Linked DNA regions of Astyanax mexicanus: region 2 is linked to region 1. A link is a contact called in public Hi-C data. All regions are on one chromosome and are shown on one strand. Each heading gives the region's core, a stretch centred on a gene start, on an enhancer-like site or on the middle of the called end of the contact. The rest is flanking DNA. Distances are from core to core; before and after follow the strand shown. Region 1 overlaps hivep2a (HIVEP zinc finger 2a). Region 2 holds the start of hivep2a (HIVEP zinc finger 2a).

Region 1 (7,343 bases), core at 2,245-4,744:
TTACTTGCTTTTTAATAGGAACTCTTGTGCAAAGGGAAATTTTTCTGTAATGTTGGAATGCAATCACGCAATTATATAATATGATACTGTATAGCAATGTATCAAAACAAAAAATGTTTGGCAGAAACCAAATTTGGCCAAAGGCGGGAGTTTTACAAATCCTGCCTTTTTACAAATTGTATTTGTCCTTTTACAATTACAAAACAAAATTCTGAATTACTGATTTTTTTTCGGCAGTGCTATTCTTATCATTAATTTAGTTAACTAGCTACCTCAGAATTTAAACATTAATTATAAACTTACCTCAGTTGTGCTATTTTAATCATGAATGTACCTCAGCAGTTCTACTCAAGTCACATGTGAGTGATATTTACACAGAGAAATGCAGTCAGTCTTTTGGTAAACAAACAGCCGCTAAGGCACATCAAATTACACCACACTTTCACTCTCTGTGATAACTATATATTGTGCAGTATATATTCTGAAATTGATATGTGTGTAAAACTGAACGTTTATATAGTTATAAGTATTGAACTGATTTCCAAAGTTTTTTTTATAACATAGCATTTCATTGGAAACGGAAAATCTTAATCATGCAATCATCTTAAATGACATCTTAAACATTTAAAGTGAAGAATTCCTTAAATGTAGTTCAAACTTAGCTTAACTTTTTTTTGTGTCCGGTTTTAACATTGGCAAGGTAATTGTTTGCACCAGCATTGTCATCAGGGCTAATATAGTACTGGTAGAAACAGCAGATGGAGTAAAAGAGCCTGAACTCAGTTTGCCCCATTGTACCTGTGTGCTGCTGTAAACGCATGAAGGAGAATGACTTTACTTCCTTTCAGCTGCTGAGGCAGGGTGAAGGCTGTGGAGGTATTTTTAGACACTGAATGGAAAGGAGCCGTCGGCTGAGTCAGGTGGAGGATGGAGCGAGAGAAGAAATGCAGAAAAAGGGGGGAGTGAGCAGAAAAAAAAAATAAAAAAACAGTCGTGGAGCAGCAGTAGAGGTAGGAGTGATGGGTCGCCCAGGATGAGGCCGTGCTGCTCTATTTAAAAACCACAGGGAACTGTGAACATTGACACGGTGTGTGTATGTGTGTGTGTGTGTAGAGAGAGAGATAGAAAGAAAGAGAGAATGAAAAAGAGAGAGAGAGAGATGGGGTGTGTAAGTGAACAGAGAGAAGGAAACAAGAAACCGCTGCTAGCATCGTACTTCTCATTACACTGCCATCCGGTCCGACCACATACTGCATCAAGCATGACAGCGAGGACAGCCGTCCGCCCTGACACTTTATCCTGAAGCTTTCTCTGTTGGATCACGTGGACATAGCTAACACACACACACACACACACTCACACACCTTGCAAAAAAATGCCAGCATGCCACTGCAGCCATATGGCACCTCTATTTACCAGGTCTTATCAATCCTAACAAATCCTTAAGACTGACTTCAGATTAGAATTTTTACACTAGTCATTATAATAATTACAAAGTCACAAACGTACATTGATTTCAAATAAATCAAATAGATATCAAGACAGTCATTGTAAAAAATAAGGAAAGTAAGATAACAGATACACAAAATTCAGTGAAAGTATTTTGTTGAATTCCAATAAAGTAAATTCAGTGGGGGTATATGCAAAAACCTATTTTATGTATTACAGGAATATGAAACAGAGAGGCATTAATAGTAGACTGACATGGCTAATCACTCAACTGAGCAGGAACACACAGGCCACAGTGAATTGTTGCCTTTACATTGAGTAAGCATGGGGTGCAAATGGCAAAAAAAAGCTACAGATTTTTAAGTATTATTTAGTTTACAGACACCTACCATTCACCAACAGCTAAGGAAGAGCGACTGAATTAGAGCTGTGCTTACTTTACCTCCACAGCGAAAAACTCTGAATTACTATTGTATTTAAAGCCTCAGCCGCCGCGAGGCTCGAGCTGAGGTCTAAAAGAGTGGGTGAGAGATGGCTGCTCTCCACATGCAGCAGGGTCACTGTGAGTGCAGGGCACACAGTCTGCCTTTTCAGAGATAATAAACCAGAGATGAGGGAGAGAGAGACACACAGAGAGACCAGCAAAGAGAGAGAGACAGTGAGAGAGAAAAAGAGAGTGAGTCTGCTGTCTGCAGCCTCCCGAACAGCGCGCCAAACAAAGGCAACGCAGGAAGCCATTCAGCTGCTGCGAGAAACCAGATCTTTATTTGGTTTCTGTTGCCATTTATCACCCGTGGAAACGGCCAAGGCCAGCCAGGTTTGGGGAATTAGAAGAGTCACCTCGGCAGAGGAGGAGACTGTAACATCAGGCCAAATAGAACTTCGAAATAAATGTGGAGTTTTGGTTTATTAAACACAGTCTGACATCCCAGACACACTGGCAAAAGAAATACAAAAACATTCTGAAAATCTGAAAGTATGAGAAAATGAAGAGGAAACAACCATGAACCAGGAGAGAACACAGCTATACCTCACTTCTACAGAGACAAGAACTATTCACATCATACTCTTTAAAACATAAAGGTGTCACATGAGGTTCTTAAAGCGATGCCATAGTTCCCAAAGAATCATGTTTCATCCATGATGTTACAATAATCAAAAACATCTTGAAATCATGTTTAAGGTCCCAATGACTTGCATACATGGTATTTTACGTGACTTAAAGTTGTTCTTGTATGGCAGTGGTCCAAAAAAACCTTTGTAGCACCTTTGTGCAAGTGTGAAGCAAAGTCACAGCAAAATAAGACCATGCAAAAAGACACAGCAATGAGTGTGATAAACTTCAGTTTATAAACTCCAGTCATCATATTGATAGACTCCATACAAACAAGATTAAATCACTGTAGTTGAGAATGATTTTTTTATAGTGTGGCACAAGTTGCTTGTTAAACACATGGGTGCGTAGTATACAGCAGAAGAAAGTGGGAGTATGTTGGAGCATATATCTACACACACACACACACACCTGTACTGTATACATATGCACAGGTTGTACCATAAGATCTTAATGTAACTTTGGATCAATGTCCAGCAACCATTATTTAAATAAGGAATAATATGTATTACATCAACATAATTATACCTAAAAGAAGGTAAACAGAAAGTCATGTGGATTCGCTATAATCCAGTCAGTTCCTCCCTGATGTCTGTGTTACTCTGAACTCTGAACTCTGGAGTATATGCTGGGAAAACATCAGCAGTCTGCTTGTGAAGTAACCTTGAGAGTATACAAGGCATATAAAAGTGTTCCATATCCCTAACGCGCGCACACACACAAACACACACCTCCCAGAGCTGGAGCAGATGTAGGGCATGCGTGCCTGCTCCAGGAGGGAGGTAGGAATGTGGAGACCTCGTAAGGCACCTCCAATTTTTCCATTCCTGCTGCGTACACATCCCATTATCAATTTTATATGAATGCTTGGAAACTCCTACAGCCAGGCCGGCCTGGAGGCCTTTTGCTGAAGGGCCGCTGCATTCCGGGATGGAGGGCCTCTTCGTGCCCAAACGGCCCAACGTGGCCCCTTTGTGGCCATGTTAATAGCAACATAAAAAAGTGTGCTAGAATGCATTTACCCACTGTGCCCCTAAAAAAGGCCAGCAGTGTTGATTTTCAGCTGCCGATGCAAGACTTTATGATGAATGTGTTTTCTTTTGTGTGATGTGTATGTGGGGCGTGTGGGGAGACAATAAGCCCTGATAACTGTAAAAATGTTTTGAGGCATTGTGGTCAGGGTAAGAGTTATATTTAGGGAAGGACATGGACAGTTCTTACTATTACATAATACAGTTCTGGAAAAAAAATGAAGAGATCACCTCAGTTTCTGATTCAGTTTCTTTGATTTTGCTATTTATTTGAGTAAAATGAACATAGTTGTTTTATTCTATAAATTACTGACAACATATATCCCAAATTCCAAATAAAAATATTATCATTTAGAGCATTCAGAAATCAATATTTGGTGGAATAACCCTGTTTTTGAATTACAGTTTTCATGCACTTTGGCATGTTCTCCTCCACCAGTCTTACACACTGCAAGTTTATGCCACTCCTGGTGCACAAATTCAAGAAGTTCAGCTTGGTTTGATGGATGTGATCATCCATCTTCCTCTTAATTATAAAGGGTTTCAATATGGTAAAATCGAGGACAAAAATCATCATTGAGTGGTCTCTTATTTTTTTCCAGAGCTGTAGTTCACAGTACATATTCTGTACAGTACAATGCAACAGCACCTGAGAAAAATATATTCACCATGCTACTATAAGTGTGTGTACTTTTTTTGCTAGAGATACTGATAATATTAATACAGTAAGTTCTTATTATGGTTATGTTGATGTCTTTAACCATTCCTACACCTGTCTTTAAAGAAGCCCACTCTGAATTATTTTGACAAATCTGTGCTTCTTTAAAAAAAAGTTCTGCTGCTTGTGAAGTTAAAAAAATGTGTGTTGGCTATAGGCTGAAATCAAACAGATGTACTTCTAATAGCTCAAAAGATGACAACTACCTTCCAGAAACAATAAGAACCACTAGGTATTTTAGCTGCTAAAATGTGTATTAGCATGTAAACAAGTGCTGTATAGCTATAACACATATGGAGTATATATCTGGTCCCATATCTTCATATTGTGTGAACCATATTAAAGGTAATTAAATGGTGGTTAAGGGATATGTGTTTATCCAGTAACAGACTAATAAAGGGGCTGTTGATTGATTGATCTGATGTGTCATTGGAAACAGCAACAAACTGTTTGGCAGCTAATGATATATTTGGCCCTTGTGTTCATCATTGTTTTAAGTATTGTCATAGACATGCAGAAGTGATGCGCATTTATGCCTCTGCAATGCTGTAATCTGCTCTAAGACTTGAAGAAATTAGCCACACTCAGCTCACACTGCACACAGGAAATCTGTTCTGAATGATGTGGAACAGTAGTAATAATAGTAATAATATTCCTCATTAGCCCACTCAGAATGTGTGGCGTCTATGTCATACATTCCTGGGCAGATTCTGAGGTGTGACGTTGTTGTTTGTCACAAATTGCTTCTGAATGAAAACTACACAATAGAAGACTAATCTAGGCCAAAGCAGGATCAGCTTTTGTTGTATTAAAGAGGCAATCTGATCCATTTTCTTTTTTTGGAACTTTTTTCTTGATCCTTTCTATTTTAAACTCAAAAAACTCCATAATTACAGCAGAGTATTTGCTTCAGCTGCAGCTCTGTCACAAGGTCATTGTTCGGTCTTCATTTGTGAGACAGATGACGTACAGGAAGCTGGATTCAAGAATAACTGCTGGTGTTCAGGTTAACCCTTATATAGATATACTATATAATTCATTGTCTAATGATCTTATTTTGCTAGTGTTCACATTCTATATTGGCAAGTGATAACTAGTCTTTTTTCAGCTTGTTACAAAATGAATGTAAGAAGAAGCCGATCAGTTGATAATAAATTTACTGTATATGGAGCAACATCATCTCCAAATTTGTCTCCAAAACTCGCAGATTTCCAGTTTAAATGTGTGAGTTTGTCAGTAATGTGAGCTTTAGTAGCAGGTTATTAGAATTTGTCTTTGGATCGACTACCATTATCAGTGTGAATTTGATATTGATGTCACATACTGTACATTTTATGTGTTTACTTTTATGCAGCAGTAGCGGATTGCTAAGGTACACTGAGAGACACCGTGCTTCTGCCTTAAAGACAGTGTTTTGGAATTTTAGATGCTGTATACTTAGGGTTAAATTGCTATGAGACAGAACATTCATTGATCTTTGGCAGTGACTTATGACCTGATGGTTGTTAAGGGCTGGAGAAATCGGTGACATTTGTCCAAATTACATTTTTCCTCCTCTGTCTTTTTATGGTGCTGCAGTTTTCCCTATTAATAACACTTCCAATCTCCGCAGCCAGATAGCAGACAAAGCCTGTGAAAAATATTTTCCTGCCTTCACCTCCTCAGACTGGCAGACCTGATTATGCGGTTTGTTTATTTGTTGATTTATTTACTCCCTGAGCCCCCTCTCCTGTTCCTCTCGAGGGACAGCTATACGGCAAGTGCAAATAGCCCAACGTGTGTTTACGAACATGGGCATGTACAGGCGCAAATAGGAACAGGCATGGCAGTGGAAAATCTCACACACACACGCACACACACACACACACACACACACACATCATTCATGACTGCTCATGTTGGCACGCATGCTCAGGGCTCAGATGATGAGGGCTTGTTTGCAGTGGAGGTCAGAAGTGACCTCAGCCTCACAGAGAACCCAGTGTACCTCTCCACCCCTCCGACTCACAGACACACACACGTTTGTTTTTGTATATTGTCAGGACTTAAGGTCATATTTACAGTCATATTTCATAATACATAATTACTGACCACAAAAACTACTGGTTTTGAAAAACTGCTAGAATTGAATTCTAGGTATTTGCTGAATTTAACATAATGATAAAAAATAAACCTGAAATATGCAATATAATGTGCTCTCAGTACAGGATGTTAAGATATCTATAGGTTATCTATTTTTTAACAATAATGATAAAAACAAAATAAAAAAAGTCTATACATAAAATATGATCCTAACACTAAGCACAGTTCATAACAGTTTTTCTGCATTTAATTCCCAATGTGTTTGTCCTGAAAATTTTCATGTACAAATGCAAATTACCACACACACACACACACAGACTCCCAGTGGACTGTACACACCCCTGTTATTTGGTGCAGCAGCTGCTGCAGTTACGTAAGAGCTGTCAAAAAGGTTGCACACATCCGTGGACACACACACACAGACACACATGCTGTCACCCACAAAGGAGCTCAGCAGTGCAACCCAGTGACACCTAGCCACTCCCTCTAAAAGGAGGTCCCCGCAGTAGAAAAACAAAAACTAGCAAGAGGGATTCCAGCAGGTTATGTAACAGCCTTTCCCATTCCATGTATTTGCAGGATTGTCCCACTGTGCTTCCTGATTGGTGCATTAAGCTACAGTAGTGTTGTGAGAAATGGCACAAGGTCCAGAATGTCAGAGACATGAAGGTCAAGCAATCCCATGACTCAATAAACAGTCCTGATTGGCCACTGTGTCTTCCTGACCGGTACTAACTGGAGGTGAAATATCACAGTCAAAAGGACAAAAATATTCATTTGATATGATCAGTGTTGGGCGCGTTACTTTGAAAAAGTAATTAGTTATAGTTACTCGTTACTTCTCCAAAAAAGTAACCGAGTTACTAACGGAGTTACTCCACTATAAAAGTAATTAGTTACCAGTAAAAGTAACTATGCGTTACTTTTTATTATTCGCCCGTCAAAAAAA
Region 2 (7,402 bases), core at 619-3,118, 49 kb before region 1:
TTTGATGAGCTGTTTCAATGATTAGAAACTTAACTAAAACTGAAAGTTTTATTATCAGAAAGCCTGTGATTGTTTTAAATGAGTTTTTTTAATGAGTTTATATTCTATATAATTCTTTATTAATTTTATTTATTTTATTGATCAAATAGTTTCTTTTTTTTCATGTTACCCCCAAAACACACCCATGAATAATTAACAGAATTAAAACATGGGGAGCTAGTGCATTATAGGCACCTGTGTCATGGCCTAAGCTTTTGTCCTTAATGGCATTTTTTCCACTTTACATTACTTATACTTTTATACTTTAAGTAGTTTTGAAATCAGTACTTTTACACTTTTGCATGAGTAAAAAGCTTGAGTTAATACTTCATCTACTACTACAGAGGTAATTTACATTACATTACATTTGGCAGACGCTTTTGGCCAAAGCGACTTACAATAGTGAAGTACAAAAATAATAGAAGTCTAAGGTAATCTTTAGATAGGGCTTAAAGGAGGTCAAAGGGAATAATGGAATAGAGGAGTAAAGGAGGGGAAGAAGGAAATGTAGTAGTTAGTGTGTTAGAGGTGTTAAGAGAGTAAGTGCTCTTTGAAGAGCTCTGTCTTCAGAAGTTTCTTAAAGATAGTGAGAGATTCTTCTGATCTGGTAGTGGAAGGTAGTTTGTTAGAAGTGTTAGGAGAGTAAGTGCTCTCATTGGGGAACTCTGTATGAGAACAGTCTGGATTGCTTTGTGTGAATGTTTGGTAAAGCGAGGCCACGTTCATTGGAGGAGCGCAGCGGCTGGGAGGTAACGTAAGCCTTCAGGAGTAATCAGTGCAGGTAGGAAGGAGCAGTTCTGTCATCACCTTGTATGCGATTTAAACTCTAGTATCTTTACTTCTACCTGAGTAATGAATGTAAATACTTTTTTACATCTTTGCTCTGGAGGGCTCTTTAGCCATGCTTTTTCGACCATATGGGAACCATGGGATGCCCCTTGAGTCTACCAGTGCACGTGGAACAGTCTAACAAGGATTGGTGATCATGTCACGTGACAACACTGAACTGTGAAACTTGTGTGCTTTTAATTTCTTAAAAACAATTCATAAAACATTTTAAAACACACTTTTTCTTTCTTCCTTTTATGTTGTACATGCACAGTAAACTGTGCGTAATGGAGGGCTGCGAAGGATACATCAGTTGCATTCTCCTCAACACTCTGAACACAGGCTGCAACAACCTTCTTTGTAGCAGCCGAGAAAAGCATCTCACTTTAGCTAAAGCCTTGACTTAGCAGAACCACAGCTCCTAACCCTCTCCCTCTGAAAACCTCTGGCTCACCTGTAGACAGAAAATGTGGTAACCTATCTGGATCACGCAGCACTGATCGGAGACTGGGGTGAAAGCATGAAGGGTGTAGGAGGAGCAGGATCAGTGCTGGTGAGAGAGAGAGGAAGGGAGGGGGTCTTTGGGTCTTCACTGTTTGGGTTTAAGGGAGGACAGGACAGCGAGCTGTCACTGCGACACAGTTCACAGTGGAGTTCAAAACAGCGCTCCCACCCCACGTGACTTCGGCTTGGCGTGAGCTCGGGCCAGGGAGTTCCCTTCCACCAACCGGCCTCTCTGCTGTAGGTGACCAAAGGCCGAGTCTACCTCCTCCTCCTCCTCCTCCCCCTCCCACACAGGCTCCCCCTCCTCCTCCTCCGCTCGCCCAGCGGGTGAGTTCAGCCTCACTCTGGCACGCGCTGGGGGATCCGATGACGTCACGGGCCAAACACACGCTCATCCACTCGCCTTGCACCCCCCCCCCCCCCCCATGCCTCTCTCTCTCGAGCTGCTTTTCTATTCTGGGAAACTGCGCTAGGAATAACCCCGTTTGTCCTCCCTCCCTTACACACACACACACACACACACACACCTCCCGCCCTCCTCCTCCTCTCGCGCGGCTCTATCGCGAGCTCCTTCTCCTCTCGTGCTTCTGCGTCCTCCGGCAGGATCGAGCGGAGCAGGAGAGACACTGAACTAGCTGTAGTTAATTAACCCCCCCTCACACACACCTATACGTGCAGCGAAGCCAGCCCCCCGTCAGTGCTCCAACAGCGACTGACTGTCTGTCAGTCAGTCTTTCTGTCTGTCTGCTCGGCTGGGTTTGACTTTAGCCACCGCCTGCGCGAGATTCACGTCCTGTCAGCGGGCTGGGCTCGAGCCGCGGCGGAGGGGAGAGAGGCAGATGCGGGCGCGCGGATGTTACCGGACCCGCTCGGATGTCTAAAGCGCCACGGTAAGAACCGCCGCGGCCGCTGCGCTGCTCCAGCGGCGGGGCTGCATGGGGGGGTGGGGGGGAGGGGGGGGGGGGGTGCTGAGTGCTGGGCTTATTGGGATATGTGGGGAATACCCGGCCGCCTGCATGCAGATAGGGAATGTTGCGTAACATCCTGAGGACTTTACACAAGCGATGCGGAGAGAGAGAGTGATGTGTTCCATTTCCTTCATTTATAGCTGTGATTGACTGTACCCTGTTGGTGATCTCAAGATGTGTCCAGGTAGCTACACTTATACACACACCACTGTCTGTCTGCTGTAGGTGTGTGTATAGTGTATGGTGTATAGTGTGTGTGTGTGTGTGTGTGTGTGCGCGCGCGCCAGGGAGAAGGTGGGTGGGACATTGGCTCGTTCCGGGAATGTTCCATGACGTGTTAGCCGTCAGTGAGGGGGGCCCAGCGCAGGGAGGCTCGTGACTCGGCGTCGTCGCTGCGGGTCGGCTGCTCGCGGATGTGATCTGAACCAGCAGAACTGGTTGTGTTTTCTCAACGAGAACATGGCGTTTTTTCCTCTCAGTCAGGGACACACAGAGAGCACAAGCATGGCTGCTGTTTAAGCCCGTCACACTCGGGCTGTCACCGTCTAATTACCCTGATAATCAGGTAATCTAACTGTTATTTCACCCAGGATCTGACTGATTCAACACTGACAGTGCACCGAAGCCTCCACACACTCACAGTCTGTGTATATGGGCCTCTTCCTCAGCTCCTTACGCTCTCTGTTGTGAAAAAAAAATATTTTTAAGTTGGCTTGGAAAAGCCAACTTACTGTTCTTCGTAATCTTATTCTTCTTATTATTATTATTCTATTCGCAAAATTTAATCACTATCTCCTCCTAGGGCTTTTGACGTAGAACCACGAAATTTTGCAGTATCGTAGGACCTATACCCGAATAGGTTGCTTGTGCTTTTTTAAGCGATACATCGTACGGTTTTCGTAAAAACTTCGTAAACGTACGCTTTTTTTTCCCATAGGAAATGAATGGGGGACAACTTTGAACGACTGTGTAGGTAACAATTTTTGACATACAAAGACAAAAATCGGACGGTCTATAGAACTTACCATGTTCTTTCCGAAAATTTTAACGTTTTGACGATATGTCGTACGGTTTTCGTACAAATGTCGTACGAAGTTTTCCCATAGAAATGAATGGGGGGCCCAGAGTTCTAACTCACACACGAGCAGCTCTGCGCACGGAACCCCTTCTCTCCCCTGCTCCTCCAGTACTGTGAGTGTATGGAGGAGCTGCTGTATGGAGCAGCTATCAGTGAAAAGTTTGGACACCCCGGCACCCCAGCCAGGGCTTAGCAACCACCTAATAACTGCTTAGCAACCACCTTAGCAACCACCTGGAAAACGTTAGCAACTGCCTAGCAACCACTTAGCAACACCTTAGCAACCACTAGGAAAACGTTAGCAACTGCCTAGCAACCACTTAGCAACCACTTTAGAAATGATAGCAACTGCCTAGCAACCAGTTAGCAACCACTTAGCAACCACCTGGAAAACGTTAGCAACTGCCTAGCAACCACTTAGCAACTGCCTAGCAACCACTTAGCAACTGCCTAGCAACCACCTGGAATACGTTAGCAACTGCCTAGCAACCACTTAGCAACCACCTGGAAAACGTTAGCAACTGCCTAGCAACCACTGAGCAACCACCTGGAAAACGTTAGCAACTGCCTAGCAACCACTTAGCAACTGCCTAGCAACAACTTAGCAACTGCCTAGCAACCACCTGGAAAATGTTAGCAACTGCCTAGCAACCACTTAGCAACCACCTGGAAAACGTTAGCAACTGCCTAGCAACCACTTAGCAACTGCCTAGTAACCACTTGGAAAACGTTAGCAACTGCCTAGCAACCACTTAGCAACTGCCTAGCAACCACCTGGAAAACGTTAGCAACTGCCTAGCAACCACTTAGCAACCACCTGGAAAACGTTAGCAACTGCCTAGCAACCACTTAGCAACTGCCTAGCAACCACTTGGAAAACGTTAGCAACTGCCTAGCAACCACTTAGCAACTGCCTAGCAACCACCTGGAATACGTTAGCAACTGCCTAGCAACCACTTAGCAACCACCTGGAAAACGTTAGCAACTGCCTAGCAACCACTGAGCAACCACCTGGAAAACGTTAGCAACTGCCTAGCAACCACTTAGCAACTGCCTAGCAACCACCTGGAATACGTTAGCAACTGCCTAGCAACCACTTAGCAACCACCTGGAAAACGTTAGCAACTGCCTAGCAACAACTTAGCAACTGCCTAGCAACCACCTGGAAAACGTTAGCAACTGCCTAGCAACCACTTAGCAACCACCTGGAAAACGTTAGCAACTGCCTAGCAACCACTTAGCAACTGCCTAGCAACCACTTGGAAAACGTTAGCAACTGCCTAGCAACCACTTAGCAACTGCCTAGCAACCACCTGGAAAACGTTAGCAACTGCCTAGCAACCACTTAGCAACCACCTGGAAAACGTTAGCAACTGCCTAGCAACCACTTAGCAACCACTTTAGAAACGAAAGCAACTGCCTAGCAACCACTTAGCAACACCTTAACAACCATTGGGAAAACGTTAGCAACTGCCTAGCAACCACTTTAGAAATGATAGCAACTGCCTAGCAACCACTTAGCAACACCTTAACAACCACTAGGAAAACGATAGCAACTGCCTAGCAACCACTTAGCAACGACTTTAGAAATGATAGCAACTGCCTAGCAACCACTTAGCAACACCTTAACAACCACTAGGAAAACAATAGCAACTGCCTAGCAACCACTTAGCAACCACTTTAGAAATGATAGCAACAACCTAGCAACACCTTAGCAACCACCTAGCAACACCTTAGCAACCACCTGTTATATGTTAGCAATTGCCTAGCAACCAGTTAGCAACAGCTTAGCAACCACCTGGAAAACATTAGCAATTGCCTAGCAACAGCTTAGCAACCTTTTCAGAAATGATAGCAACCGCCTAGCAACACATTAGCAATCAAAAGTTTAACCAAAAGTTTTACGATTTCAGCATTTAAACAAGCGTTTTTAGATTTCAGCGTTTAACCAAACGTTTTTAGATGTCAGCGTTTAATCAAACGTTTTTAGATTTCAGCGTTTAACCAAATGTTTTTAGATTTCATCGTTTAACCAAACGTTTTTAGATTTCAGCGTTTAATCAAACATTTTTAGATTTCAGCGTTTAACCAAATGTTTTTAGATTTCAGCGTTTAACCAAATGTTTTTAGATGTCAGCGTTTTTAGCATTTAGCGTTAACAGCATATCAATGACTCTTCACACTCTTCAGACAGAAAAAGCTTAGCAACCATTTTAACTTTTTAACGTTATTAGCGTTCTTTTCCAAGCCAACTTAAAGTTCGTTCACGAACTTTACCTTTTCTAGTTTATATTTGAAATCCAACAAAATGAAACATTTGGCTGGATATCAAATACAGAGTTTTTTGCCTGTACATATTTTTGTCTTGCTTTTTAAAGAAAGCTGCTATTTAAAATATGTATTTAGCACTGAACATGTCCCAGTACACATACCAACAAAGTGTCTTGGCTACATACATTTTGCAGTGCTATCCTGTCTCTGCTAAATTATGCTGCCGATGCTTCACAATTGAAATAATCATGAAATCACTATTACAGATCTCTGCAGAGAGCGTATAAAATACACAGGCAGAGGGGAGAAGAGATAAAGGTAGATGTTGAAAAGATCCATTGAAAAGAACATTCACAATGTAACACTGTAACAATGTAACATTGACACGCTCCACAATGCACTGCACAGACTTTTGACAATGCTACATTAATCTAAAGCTATATCAAGACACAAAATACACTTGCAAATACGTGTGAGTGAAATTTACACAGAGAAAGGAAGGCATAGTTCTGGTAAACAATCAGGTGCTAGGTAGAAGTTAGCTTAGCAAACATTACTATCCTACCTTGTACAGCTCATATGTTTTAGCTTGCAAACAGACAGTGTATGAAGAGGTAGTAACCTGATACCAAGTGCAATAGGTGATGCTGGATGGTTTATTTAATTTAATGTGTAATTTAAATGTAAAAATAAACTTAAATCTGGCATTGCTAGCTCCTTCCCACATTCTCTGCAAGTATTGTATTTAGCAGTGCTCTGATACACAAGGCTGCTAGAAGCCATGACAGGAGTGGACAGTGTGGTCTTTCGGCTATTATGTATGCTTTGACAGTGACACTAAATTTTGTCAGAGCTTTGCTGTCAAGGATGCATCAAGATACTTTTGCGTTAACAATTCAAACATTCTACATATACAGTTTACATTCTCTTTATGTAAAAATGTTTGTGGATATTCTTTCTAATTCATGCACTTAGCTGTTGAAGTTGCACAAATTGCTGACCCAGACGTGCAAATGCACATTCACAGCTTGTCTAGTCCCTGTATAGAAGTATTGGTAATAGAATAGGACTATCTATGAGCAGATAAACATGATCCCATTGGCACCATACTTAACACCAGCTTTGAGCTGTGGAGCAGTGGAGGCAGTAGAACTGTGTTATTTGAAATGATGTGCGTCAACTGTACTCCTATGAGTGTTCCTTTTTTGTTGTGGCCAAACCTGTAATTGGTGTTCATCTCATTTAACCATGCAGTTTTCCTCCAGAAGGAATTGTCTTTGTTTATGTGGTCAGCTGCAAACTGTACATGAGCTTAGAGGTGAATTTCAGGCTAGGGGCCACTTCCTCATACCATGAAAACTGTATTGTCACACCATTCTGTGGGATTGTCAATTCAATAAGTGTAGTCAAACATACCCTTCTTATGTGGGCACAGAGAAATTACCAGCTGTAATCAATCACAGTGACTAACATAAAACTAAGAGGCCTTGGCATTGATTCTCCAGATGGCACATTGCCATGTTAATGCACTGCAGTATCACAATGTTTTGATGATTTGCTAAACCCCTAGTGGATCTAGTGGTCTAATCATAGTAACATTACTGAGCACAAAGATTAGACAGTACTAAATTGAGCATAAATAGGCCTTGTGTTAATTGGCCTTCTGACCCCCAGTGCAGTTGCATTGCTCATACACAGAAGACAAAATGTACAC

Evidence for each region. Hi-C and Micro-C count contacts between places; a contact is called where the count stands out from the background.
Region 2: a Hi-C map of muscle shows a contact between it and region 1, with 3 times the contacts expected there. The contact joins the promoter of hivep2a here to the enhancer-like site in region 1. A contact is called at or near these places in 2 of 3 Hi-C or Micro-C datasets (both in muscle).

The regions. Positions count from the first base shown.
Region 1 is chr1:57,359,157-57,366,499 of AstMex3_surface, reverse strand. The region is part of intron 1 of hivep2a (HIVEP zinc finger 2a); the gene reads left to right. Among protein-coding and RNA genes, the nearest start is that of hivep2a, 50 kb to the left of the region's middle. Within about 2 kb of position 3,494, the one cell type or tissue checked has an H3K27ac peak away from gene starts, as active enhancers do.
Region 2 is chr1:57,406,897-57,414,298 of AstMex3_surface, reverse strand. It overlaps hivep2a (HIVEP zinc finger 2a), which reads left to right and starts at 1,868. Exons shown (of 7, transcript XM_022666167.2): 1 at 1,868-2,261.